Linked DNA regions of Gasterosteus aculeatus: region 1 is linked to region 2. Evidence: chromatin contacts called from public Hi-C data. All regions are on one chromosome and are shown on one strand. Each heading gives the region's core, a stretch centred on a gene start, on an enhancer-like site or on the middle of the called end of the contact. The rest is flanking DNA. Distances are from core to core; before and after follow the strand shown. Region 1 holds the start of rmp24 (ribonuclease MRP subunit p24). Region 2 overlaps elmo1 (engulfment and cell motility 1 (ced-12 homolog, C. elegans)).

Region 1 (6,136 bases), core at 948-3,447, 55 kb before region 2:
AGTGGAGAAGGATTCTACCACTCATCATCCAATTTCATCACAACTACATTCGTCCGTACCAATTTAGTTCGGAAACACTTAATAGTAGTGCACCTACCTTTCCATCACCGGCTCCTCTCCCGTTCAGCCGTAAAAACGGGATGCGGTTTGCACAAATAGCAACCTAGCAGACGTCTGTCCCTCTCTACCTCGGAATGGCGCGGTCAATTTATTCCGAAATAGTAGAGGGAATCCGTTTAACCGCGGACTGCACGGAGGAGGAGCTGCACCGCTCGGATATTTCAATCTTGTGAGGAGGCGCCGGTCTGACAGCGCCGGATAAAGTGAAGGTTTAGCCGCGGACAAAGTGGGGAGCGATCCCTCACACTTTGGCTTCCTCCGTCAGTTTATGTTCGCTCTGCCCCGGTGATTTAATACATCCCGTCTGGTGGCATCAACCCCCCCGCCCTCCATAAACGGACACACACACTTACGCACATTCTCCCTCAGACACATACACGCACACACATAACAAAGAAAGAGTTGTGACCTGTAAAAAAAAAGCTTTTAAAAGAAGCTTATGAAATGAATGTTGCAAAAATATTGAATGTATGTATTGCAGCCTGCATATGCGCCCAAGCAAAGTTAAACAAAATAAATACAACAGGGTGAAAACGATCGCTTGGCAAATAGGAGATATTTACTCAGGTTAACGTGATAATTGCATACATTATAAGGGGCTATGTTAACAGTAAATTGGCATATTTTGGCAAAAATTGCAGCTTTTTTCATAACATTACCTAGAGTGAAGCAGGGAGGATGTTCCAGGGGATAATGCGCGTAAAACGCACCGGTCCGGTGTATTCATTTGTCCGCATCCCAGTGTGCGTAATCCTGGATGCGCAATCACCAGGTTCTCCTACTTGCTGCTGCTGCTGCTTATAAATATATAATTTCCCATTGGAGCTCATTCACTTTCCATCAGGATTCCCTTTCAGACACGATGAAATCATTTGACTGGAGCTCGAGTTTTGTTGACCAAGTCGAGTGTTCTTGGACTGGATGAGGTCTGTTATTGCGCAGGATACAGCAATAATGATGTCAATGTAGCCCACCGTCGTGTAACATTGGTAATTCTTTCTGTCCAATAAGATCTAAGGAATGGTGACGTCAGAGGAGATCTGTTCAATAGAGTTAGTTGCAGTAAATTACATATCAGAAATGCAGTCCTGAGCTATAGTGTGTTATTTAACTTTGCCTGTTGAATGACATCACTATCTTATAGAATGACAGACTTAAAAAAAAACAGTGAAATAATGATCTAATAATGATTTGCATGTTGAATAAAAAGAAAATAGACAAGGCATAAGAGGCAGTCTCCCTCAAAATGACCCTATTAGTCCTCTATGGCATACTGCCCTCAGGCAACACAATACTTATTTGGACCTTACACTGCCCCCCTTTTAACTTAATATCAATGTATATAATGTCAGCAGACATGTCTGTGTCTGATAAAATGAGGGCCCAACGTGGGTGTGACCTTTTCTCTTGGGGTGACGCATTCTTTTATGGCTGCCAAGCTGCATGGGACAGAGTGGCACAAATCAGTAAGACAAATCTAACTTTTTAATCAGTTTGAATTGAAATGACTTCATTAAAACTTCATGTTTACATGTGCATGAGTATGTAAAGAAGCATAATTTAAATACCTAATTTGTTGCAACGCTGCAGTTAGGTCATTGACCATAGTCAATGTTTTTTCTGTACCAACTACTGATATTGAATGGGAATGGACACAGGAACATTTCATGGGCGAAGGGTTCAGGATCAAGCAGTTAGGGCCGATCCCTCTGACACTGAGGACGGTGACAACGTGTGTGTCATTCACACATAATCGTTCTGTTTTAATGTGACATTCAAATGTGTGCTTTCTTATTTACTACAGGAGAATGCATGTCTGATAACAGTAAGTCTGTGGATCAAGATGAGGATGAAGATATAGGTTGAAAAGCATAAAAAAGAAAAGTCCCTGTGAAGAATTTGTGAAACAATGTCATTCAATATTTGAATAATGGAAAAAAGCTCCTTTCAGAGAGCACATTAAGTCACCTCTACAGGCTGACGTTCTTATTAGTAAACTAACAATTCAATTAAGTTTGTGTCAGATTTGGCATCCATTCGCTCCGCAGTGCGCCTCTGACTTACTCAGCCTCCCACAATGCATTGCGGGGAAAGCAACGTCACAATCTTGCGACCCAACGTGGGGCGACCAACCGGAGGAACGGGGGTAGCATTATCCTTATTACAATATTTAGCCCGGTTAAACATCCCCCTACGGGCATTTTAAACTCCGTGTACACCATTTAAAGTGTTTTAGACGACTTTTTAACAGTGGAGTTCCACTCTTTTCACCAGCCTTAGCAACGCGTCAACCACTCGCCATGAAGATCAAGACTGAAGAGACGTCGGACAGGTTCCTGCTGGACGCGTCCTGGCTGTATAGAGACACGTGTCCGGAGCTATCGCGGTTCCTCCTGTAAGAAACTCTGTTTTAAAGTCACCTGTTTCTCTTTCTTCCTCTTCTTCCTCCCTATTGTTGTAATAGTCGCATGTCGGCGCTAGGTGGAGGAGCTCGACCGCTGTTAGCTGCTGACTTCCGGCCGGTGTCCCCAAAACTGCTAATGCGCTCACAGCTGTCTTTGTTTTCTCACTTTAGTTTGTTCCAGTGTGACGAAGTGATAGTTATTCCTAGAAATATAAGAAATAACGTTCTCCAGTGACGTACGGTAGAGGAGACAACCACAAACATCGTGGCATCCGTAACCGATGATGTCATCGTGCAGTGTATTCAAATAACGTGTCCATCAAAGGACAGCACTTTGGTGGTGAGAAATGGTTCTCTTAACATTTAACCACTGCTCAAGGAGTTGGATATGTAACGTTACAGCTGTTGGCGTTGCTCATTTTGCCACTCAAGGCTCGATTATGTGTCATATTTCCACTCCTTTTAGTTAATTTCCTAACACGAAGACGTGTTAGTGACTGACGCACATACACTAGTGGCTATTCCTCTCACAGGAACTACATGTGTCCAGTGGCTGCACACGTGCAAGTGCATCATATGTGAGCAATTGTAACTGATTAATTCGAATAAACTTTGCTTTCATTCAATCTCACGCATTTGCAGTGTGGGGTAGATCTCTATGGTGAGGTCTAAGGCAAAGTGCCCTTTTAGAATAAAAGCACAGAGGCCCTTCACGCCAGTTTCTAATTTACGTCCTTTTTTGCATTACATTACTTCTGTTGCGTTTGCTTCTTCCCTTATTTAATTGATCGTGAAATCCTCTTAAGCATCTGTCCCTTTATGTGTGCAAGAGCCCTATCACAGCTTAAATCATTAGCAATGCAAGTGTGCGCGTGCGTGCGCGTGTGTGTGTGGACTCGAATGTTTTCGTTGGGTTCTGGCTATGTTCCCGTATCCTCCGTCTTGGCTTTGCCTTTCACCTGGCCCGGAAATCTGTGTGCAGAAGCATGAATGGCAACCAAAACAGAGGCTCGAACAGTGAAACCCCAAGTCCGGGTTATTTTTACAGATGTGTCTGAGCACACTGCTGCTTCAATACATCGATCTGTTCCCCAGATTCGCTTTCGCTATGATTAGCCGTGGTTATAGAGAACATTTTCATCACTTTTAACTATAACCAGACGTCCTTCAGGCAAAACTTGAGGTTGAATGTTTGGGCCGCTGTCGGAGATGGCGGCTTGGTTTCACGCCAAAGTGCCTGGCAGGAGAAACCTCATTAGCAGCTATAGGCCAAACCCCCCCTCAGTGTGATGAGCTAATTGAATACTGGATCTGAACTCGAGCCAGGGTTGTAATATGGATGATATGTCAGAAAGTATATGACTCCATTTGTTTAAAAAAAGCGTAATAAAGTTTTCAGATAGAGTCTTGGCCACAGTTAACTGAGAGGAAATGAAAATAGCTGACATACGTGGTCAGTATGCATTATGGATGTATTTCTTTTTAGATAATAAACCACTTTTTGTGGGGGATTCCTGTGTCTCCTCTTTCTCCAGTTGTGGTTTTGGTCATGCGTCACTGGAGTTTTTGCATCGTGGGCGCCTGTCTGTACTCATACACACTACTAAACATTTGTTGGAGATCGTGTAACGGCCTTCTGCCGCTTTCTTCACCTTCTGTCGGGCTGATGATGACTTCTTCTCTGTGTGTTGTTGCCCGGGGTTACAATCAGGTTTTACAATTGCGGGTCTGTTGTGTTTAGTGAGCGCGTCGGCCTGTTTAAAGCATGAATTTTTGCCCTTGTATGTCAACTGACGTCACTTCATTTTGGCTCCTGTTGCCAGGCTGGTGAAGCTGCTTTCCAGTAAGTTAATAATGATAGTTGCGTTTGGTAAGTGGAGCCTGACTGCGCTCTGATGGCAAAGCATGCAGGACGTCACCGTGACCGCTTAGAAATCCACTGATGGCTTGATATCTTTTAATTGTGGGACTTTGTGAAAACAACACTAAAGATGACCATAACCAAATAAAAGGCCAGCATTTAGTATTTCCGATGAGGTTACACACTGTTTAAAACAAAGGGCAGTTTAAAACAACGTCAAGGCGATACATAACAATCAGTCTGGACTCTTGTAGACCAGCAGCTACAACCACAAAACTTCATCAGTGGTCTTTGAAAGCTCTATTTTCTCCCCTCTTTGCCTCCCGTGCTGATCCATTCGTGCCGGGTCTGAATATCGACGTGACCCAAGCCCTGATGCTAACAATAAAATGTTCATCATGCTCTCTTCTTTCTTTAATTACATTCTCACCTCGGAGCCCACGCAGCCCCCCCATTTCCCCGGCAACCTTTGCATCTGTCACGGCCCTCCTGATGGCATCCGGCCAGTTGTCAGCAGTTCATGTGGTTGGCCCGTAGCTTCAGTGCTTATAACCACCGCTAAGTGTGCTCTTGAAAGAAGAAGCATGACAAGTATGATAATTGGATTAGTGCGGCAGCAGAGGTCTTCGCGGTGTGCCGTTTCTGCGGGTCGCCTCATCAGCAGAGTAGTGGGACATTACAGGGGAAAGCAGATTCCCAGGAATCCAGCAGCTCTACACGCGGCTCTGTTCATAGTCGGCTCAGAGAATTTGCTCTTTCGGTGCTGCAAAACAATGAAGAACGCATCGTTTTCTGTGGTGTCAAGTGCAGCCAAAAGGGTCTTTGATTATCAATGATGTTACTAAGTAACAGTAGCATATTGCAAATAGGACTTTCATATCAGCTGAGACAGAAGTGTTTTGGGGGAGTTGCTCAAGGCCTGTAAGTCACTGCTCGTCCTCTACAGAGACACAATCCACCACTTTATATGATCTGCCACGACTATTCAAGTGTTGGGGAGTGTGCAGAGGGGGGGAGGGGGGTCAAGACTTTAGGATGACTAATGGCAGATATGTTCGCTGGCTAACGTCATCTAGCAGTGTAATGCACATGGAGTGTCAACAAACTGCCCGCGTGTCAATTTTCAGTTTTAGATTAAAGCTCACCCCTCCTCTCCATAAACTGGCCCCGTTGCCACCTCTCTGGCGCGAACATTTCCCATCATTGACTTAAGCCCAGAGCTAATTTTACTGGCACTTAGCAGTGGCTTAGTGAGAGTGTTTGCACAAGTATCTCACTGTGAGCGTTTCAAATTGACATGCTGTGGAAATGTGACCTATATTGTTTGGGAGAGACCTATTCGTTTTTGCATTTGGACGTTTTCCAAAACGCATAATGGAAAAGTCTGAACCCTTTATTTCCTTGTTGTAATATCTCTATTATTAAATATATCTAACTGTTTTTAACTTCCACAGTTTTAACAATGGGCCTTTAAATATAATGTTAATTTAACTACATGGCTTTTCTACAGCATTCTTGGGAACTAACAATGTAATATGTTCAAGAAGGACTAATTATTTAAGTATTACTTCATAATTGTCTTGTATTTGTGTTTTCTTTTCACTGAATCATGTGACTCTTAAAATATCATGACATGGCTCCTCTTTTTCTCCCCCATAGGCAGGGCACTATGAAGGCTAATGGTAAGTAAAGACACCCGCACAGCCTTGATGAAACTCACCTAATTGATAAACTTCACTAAACTACGCTGA
Region 2 (6,028 bases), core at 695-3,194:
CTGGACGGAAGGAAATGTTAAGGTTTGATTTCAGTTTGCTTCTGTCTGGATTGATACGATCAATAACAATCTGTATGACGCGTGTTCGCTTGGACCTTTGGGGGTTTTTGGTCTTTCGGGGATGTTGAGATGATGAGAACAGGTTGTGATGTGTGTTGTTCACTAGATTATCTGGTTGTTTGTTTCCCAACTGTGACACCAAAGTTTCTCAAATCTTTGCAGACGCTATCAGAAACTACAGAAGATAATGAAGCCCTGGTAAGACCCCCTCCCCCTTCCACAGCGCCCCCCCCCCCCTCCAGCAGGGTAATGTCCTTGGCTTTGTGCTCTTCCTAACCTGCTGGCCGGTTCTGCATGTTTAAGACTCTGGCCCCAGTGCCTTGTGGGAAATGATATATGCATAACACAGACCCCCCCCCCTTCTGGCTTCCATTTCAAAATCATTTGGTCTCATTTGGGGATTTTTTTGCATGTGGTTTTGGGCGACCGATTCAAACAACCTTCTAATTCTTCAATACTGACGCAAAGAAAGCCAAGATTTATTTCTATAAACTCACTGAAATAGTATGAATAGAAATTAAGGAATTGCTGCTTTTATAAACATAACGTAACAAACGTGCAGCTGCATGTATTGATACTGTTCCTTTAGTACAAGTAAGCCTGAATTAAATCTTGGTGTTCTTTACACACGGTGCTGGATCGTCTGTGTGTCCACGTCGAGGTGCTCAGCAGCTACTTTTCTTTCTTTCTCTTTAACAGTATTAACCATTATCCTCTATTCTAACTGGAGCTGCATTTATCCAACAGGGGTTCCTTTACTCTATCTAATCTATCCTCTATTGGTCACGATTGCATGACAAATTGTGTACTTAATGCCAGTAGGTCATCTAAATGCCCAGGGCCATTTGCAAAAAGTCTTCTTCTCCTGTGGGTCACTAAGTTACCCATTTCATTGTTCACTAACCATCTCCAATGCAGCGACACTGATCTATGGATCCGCTTCATTTGTATCTTGAAAACCTGTTATCCTTTGTGGTTGGTGTCCCTTTGCTCAGTCTGATGGTGTTTCAGCTCTGCGGACTAACTTCCAATGTAATATTGCATATCGACTCGAGCATACGGAATATTCTCAGGTCTCCTTGACACAGTGCAAGTACATCGATAATGGAAGTATGAACCAACGAAAGCCTGAAGGGTTGAGTGCCAACATTAAGCAGCAGAGGGCAGTATCGTAAAACGTTTACATTTTTACATTACATTTAGCTGACGCTTTTATCCAAAGCGACCCACAAGAAAGTGCAATTTCTTCAAATAAGCCCATTTACAACTTGCTATAGATAAGAGCCGTTATTATGTACAATTTAAGTGCTACAATCTGCTTCGTGTTTTTAGTCAAGGTAGAGTCTGAAGAGGCGTGTCTTTAGTTTAGTAGTCATCATTTCGGAGTCAGGACAGCAGAGCGTCGTGATCTTTACTGAACAGTTTTGTTACGAAATAAAGAGAAAAAATAAATTAAGGCTGTCTAACCAACCATAGGTTGTATCACTTGTTTTTATTATGATTCATTACTTCCTCGTTAATTACTTCCAGCGGCGGAAAACATATTGTACACAACAGCTGTTTAATGCGTTCCCTCCTTCGCCCCCCTGCGACTGAAGCGGAGCAATTTATTTCTCCTGGTACTTTTTCGAACCAGCATGACTTCACTCTCTTCTGTAGCTTTCTGGTCCCGATTGAACGCCGCGCTGTGCCGCCCGGCTCCTGCTGGCCTTCTGACGGCCCCCTGCCGTTTCTGGAAGGCCAGTGTGTACCGCACTGCATCGCAAGCCTCTTTCCCGTTTCTTCCTCCTTACCCGTTTTTCTCCGTCTATTTAAAGTAGGCCTGGTTGCAGAACGACTCCCATGATCCTCTGCCCCCTCTCCTCCTCTTGCCCCCCCCCCTCCCCTCGCCTCTGCTGACCGCTCATTCCCCGTTATGTTCTGAGCCATCTGGGCGTTGCACCGTGACACTGCTTCAGGCCATCTGCCGCAGAGAAGTTTCCTATGTGTGTCTCTGTGTGTGCGTCGTCTCTTAGTTTCGGCGACCTGCTGTCCTTCACTCTGACGGCCTTTGTGGAGCTGATGGACCACGGCATTGTCTCCTGGGACACTTTCTCTGTGGCCTTCATCAAGAAGGTCAGCCAAGAAAAATGTCTCATTTAAACAGGGCAGAGATTTAAGGGGGACTTGCATTTATAATCCTTTTGTTTTACTCTGTATTTGCTGGGAAGGTTTTGATTTTAGTTTTGCGTATGTGTATAGGAGCTAATACAGCTATATGAGATGTTTCTTTTTTGTCCTCCATTACCGCTCACTGTGTCCGTCGCTCAAGCTCTGAGTCTCATCCATGAGTAGTAGTGAGTGCGTTGCATTTTCTTTCCTTCCTGCAGATCGCCAGCTACGTGAACAAGTCGGCCATGGACACGGCCGTGCTGCAGCGCTCCCTGGCCATCCTGGAGTCCATTGTGCTCAACAGTCAGGATCTTTACCACAAGGTGGCGCAGGAGATCACCATCGGGCAGCTCATCCCACATCTCCAAGGGTAAGTGGATCAGTAGGCGGTAAGGACGCTTAATCAAATTGATTTATCTTTGAAACTATCGCATGGTGAAGAATCTGTTTCGAACAACACAAGCTTGGCGATGTACTTATCTGTTACTACGTATAGTTGATATTCTTGTGCGTGCTGTTTTCTATTTGCAGGACTGATCAAGACATCCAGACCTACACTATTGCTGTCATCAACGCACTCTTTCTCAAAGCTCCCGAGGACAAGAGACAGGTGAGGCGTGCGTGTGCGCGCACAGCACTCACTGCATGTAGTGCACCGTGCTGTTTGTCAGTGTCACGGTGTAGTGAGTGAGTTACACTCTGTGTCTGTACTTGTATTTCGGGTGTTTACCCCCCATCTTCAGTTTAATCCAGTGCAACTGTTGCAAAGCCCCCTCGACCCCCACTGACTGCGCTCCTCTCTAGAGCGGTGACATGCATGCGAGATGCTCTCACTCCCCACTCGGCACCATAGGGTCCAGCGACGGGCTTTGACATTTAACAACAATGAATGATGCTAAACCAGAACTTTTCTCTGATGCAGCACACAAATTTAAAGACACGCTATGCAGAACTGAGCTGCACAGCATCTCTGCATGCAGATTGTAGCGCACGCTGATGTTGCAGTGCTTCTTTCTTTGCTGAGGCCAAATGTTTTAAATCGGATTCACGCGGTTGGTTGGCAGCAACTTTAAGCAACTTTATTAGGTTGTTTTAGGGGATAAATGACCAACATGTCCTCTTGCTTGCGCGCAGGCACGTGTGCTAATATGAGTTTGCAGCAGACACTTTCCTTTCTGCAGGGAGGCACTTTCATAATTTGATGTCATGGCACAGAACCTCCTCATGCCAGGATCTGTTATTTGCAGATGTATCACTGATGACACATTTGAAAGCATACAAGGGGCTGATGACACTATTTTGGTTCTCCGTTTGTGTGTCTTAAAAGGAAAGATGTGTGTGTGTGTGTGTGTGTGTGTGTGTGTGTGTGTGTGTGCGCGCGCATGGTGAGGATTCAACCATCAGTAAAGCTATTATTAAGATCCCCCGGTGTCCCAACATATTATGCTCACTCCGCTGCCTCTCCTCCCTCCTTCCTCCACAAGCTGGAAACATTCGGGGTTTTTTAACCTCCTCTCAGACTCTCTCTTTTTCCACATTCACTTACTCACCCTCTCTGTCTCTGACTTTTGTTTCCTCACTGCACACGTTACGCTAGGTTGATGAGCACATTGTGGACATCCTAAATTGTCCCCTAACAGTAAGTGCACCCTTGATCAGAACACTTCGTAGTTTGCACTGTAGAAGACATTTAGTATCCATTTTTAAGATTAAGTTCTCCTTTGGGATAGCTTTCTAATTTCATACAGCGAGTCACTGCATACCTGGCAGTGTGCTGAGGCAGCCTCTTTTCATTTCATTCATTTTTTCAAATTAACACATAACATGTATACTTTTTTTCTTGGTTGGTGTATTTGTGGTTTTATTCTCTCAAAATCCCTCTGTTCTTCCTAAACAGTGTATTTCTCTCCCTGTTTTCTCCCTCCATAGGAGATGGCCCATATTCTCGCCCAGAAGCAGCTGCGCTCCATCATTCTCAGTGTAAGTTTAGCTGTTCCCTTCTCTCTCTCTCTCTGTTCAGGTTTATGCCTCAGCACCCGCGTGATATCAGAAAGGAAATTGACACCTGTCACATCTTCATCTGTCTCACGTTGCTGGTTATTATCTACTGCGCCTGCTGTCTCACACCTGTTCCCTTTTCTCTCTTTCATTATCTTCCTTGTGTTTCATCTCACTTCTTCTTCTCGCATCTGACTGTTTGATCCTCCAAATTCACCTCCAAATCCTCTTATTCTCCGTCTTTATCTCCTACCGCCTTCCTCCTAAATCCATGTCTGGTCTCTTTGACCCCAAAAACCGCTCTCTCACCTTCGACTTCTATTTGAAGATCTAACACCTCCGCTGTTTTCTGTGTTCCGCTCTTCTAATCCCCCCCCTCTTCCCCCTTCCTCCTCCTCCACACTTTTTCAGAACGTGATCCGGAGCCCCACAGCCATCAACGCCGAGATGGCCCACCAATTGTACGTCCTGCAGGTGCTCACCTTCAACCTGCTGGAGGACCGCATGATGACCAAGATGGATCCCCAGGACCAGGTGGGGGGCTGTGAATGCAGACAGGAATGAAGGGATGGGATCATCATCATCTTCAAAGCAATTTCATTTGCATAAAAAAGAATGACAATCAACAAAGGGAATTAATATATTGTATAACATCTTACAGAATAACATTATATAAATATATTTGGCTACACAAAAATATAGGCCTACATTCTTGGATAGGATCAATTTTATGGTCGTTGGGATTTGTTGGAAAATTAGAGAATTTCATTGTTTTTTAAAAGGAGACTTCAGCAAGATGAAAATAGTGAGCAGTCAGAAGAAGCCTGTTGAACTGTAGCCTTCACAAGAAACGTACGAAAACCTCTTCAGGAAAATGAACTGTGGGCAGTTTGGGCCCTATCCAGCCGGTTTTGGAAAAAAAGAGATTAGTTATTTTAGGCTGGCCAAGTAATAAAAACAGTGCAGAGTCATGGCGGTCGGCCAGATCGCCTCGGGCACCGCAAGAAGTTACAAAACGGTGAACGGAAGAAAAGCCGGATGGACTCCCGAGCAGCATTTTAACGCCGTTCTGTGCAGGCTCAGAGGGACATCATCTTTGAGCTGCGGAGAATCGCCTTCGACGTGGAGTGCGAGCCCAACAACAGCGGCAGCATCGAGAAGCGCAAGTCCATGTACACCCGCGACTACAAGAAGCTCGGCTTCATCGTAAGTTTGGCATGCGTTTCACTCCTAAACTGTACTCCTTCTCTCATGACTCGCTCTGCCTGCAACTCAAACCCGATCTAGTGAATTGAGACAAGTGGCAGTTTGTGTTTGTCAGCTGTTATTTGGATACAATTGTCCTTCAATGCAAAATCCTTTCATTGTTTATCGCTGGTTGAGGTGAGGCTAGTTTTCACTCCTTTATGCCTCCTTCTAACAGGTAAAAGATCAACGAGGACAGTAATGAAGTGACAAATGTGGGAGGAAGGTTCTGTTACACCAATTTAAGGGATATCTGATACAAAGGAGCATGAAGGGCTGCAAGCCACAAAGGATGGGATATGAAGGCATTGTACTCTTTTAATTCAATATTCAGTTGTCACATAAGTGTATTGGAAGCATTTAAAATCATAAAATGGAAATACTCTAATAAACTGCAACTACTTCAACATGAGATAAGTTGAGTGCTTGTAGCGAGTTACTTTTCACCAGGGGTTTGTTTGGGTATGTTAATCCTACTTATCTCTTACTCTACCTTGCACTGCAGTGTGCAAAGATAATTTATATATATATATATATATATATATATATATATATATATATATATATATATATA

What was found. Hi-C and Micro-C count contacts between places; a contact is called where the count stands out from the background.
Region 1: a Hi-C map of whole body shows a contact between it and region 2, with 5 times the contacts expected there. The contact joins the promoter of rmp24 here to the enhancer-like site in region 2. A contact is called at or near these places in 5 of 6 Hi-C or Micro-C datasets (liver, skeletal muscle, tail fin and 1 more).

Annotation. Positions count from the first base shown.
Region 1 is chr10:10,752,923-10,759,058 of fGasAcu3.hap1.1, reverse strand. rmp24 (ribonuclease MRP subunit p24) reads left to right here and starts at 2,197. Exons shown (of 5, transcript XM_040188717.2): 1 at 2,197-2,515; 2 at 6,045-6,067. The coding sequence starts at 2,421.
Region 2 is chr10:10,697,912-10,703,939 of fGasAcu3.hap1.1, reverse strand. It overlaps elmo1 (engulfment and cell motility 1 (ced-12 homolog, C. elegans)), which reads left to right. Exons shown (of 22, transcript XM_078081690.1): 7 at 223-258; 8 at 2,076-2,175; 9 at 2,430-2,581; 10 at 2,743-2,821; 11 at 4,141-4,191; 12 at 4,621-4,743; 13 at 5,287-5,415. Among protein-coding and RNA genes, the nearest start is that of elmo1, 35 kb to the left of the region's middle. Within about 2 kb of position 1,944, at least 1 of the 9 cell types and tissues checked has open chromatin away from gene starts, as enhancers often do.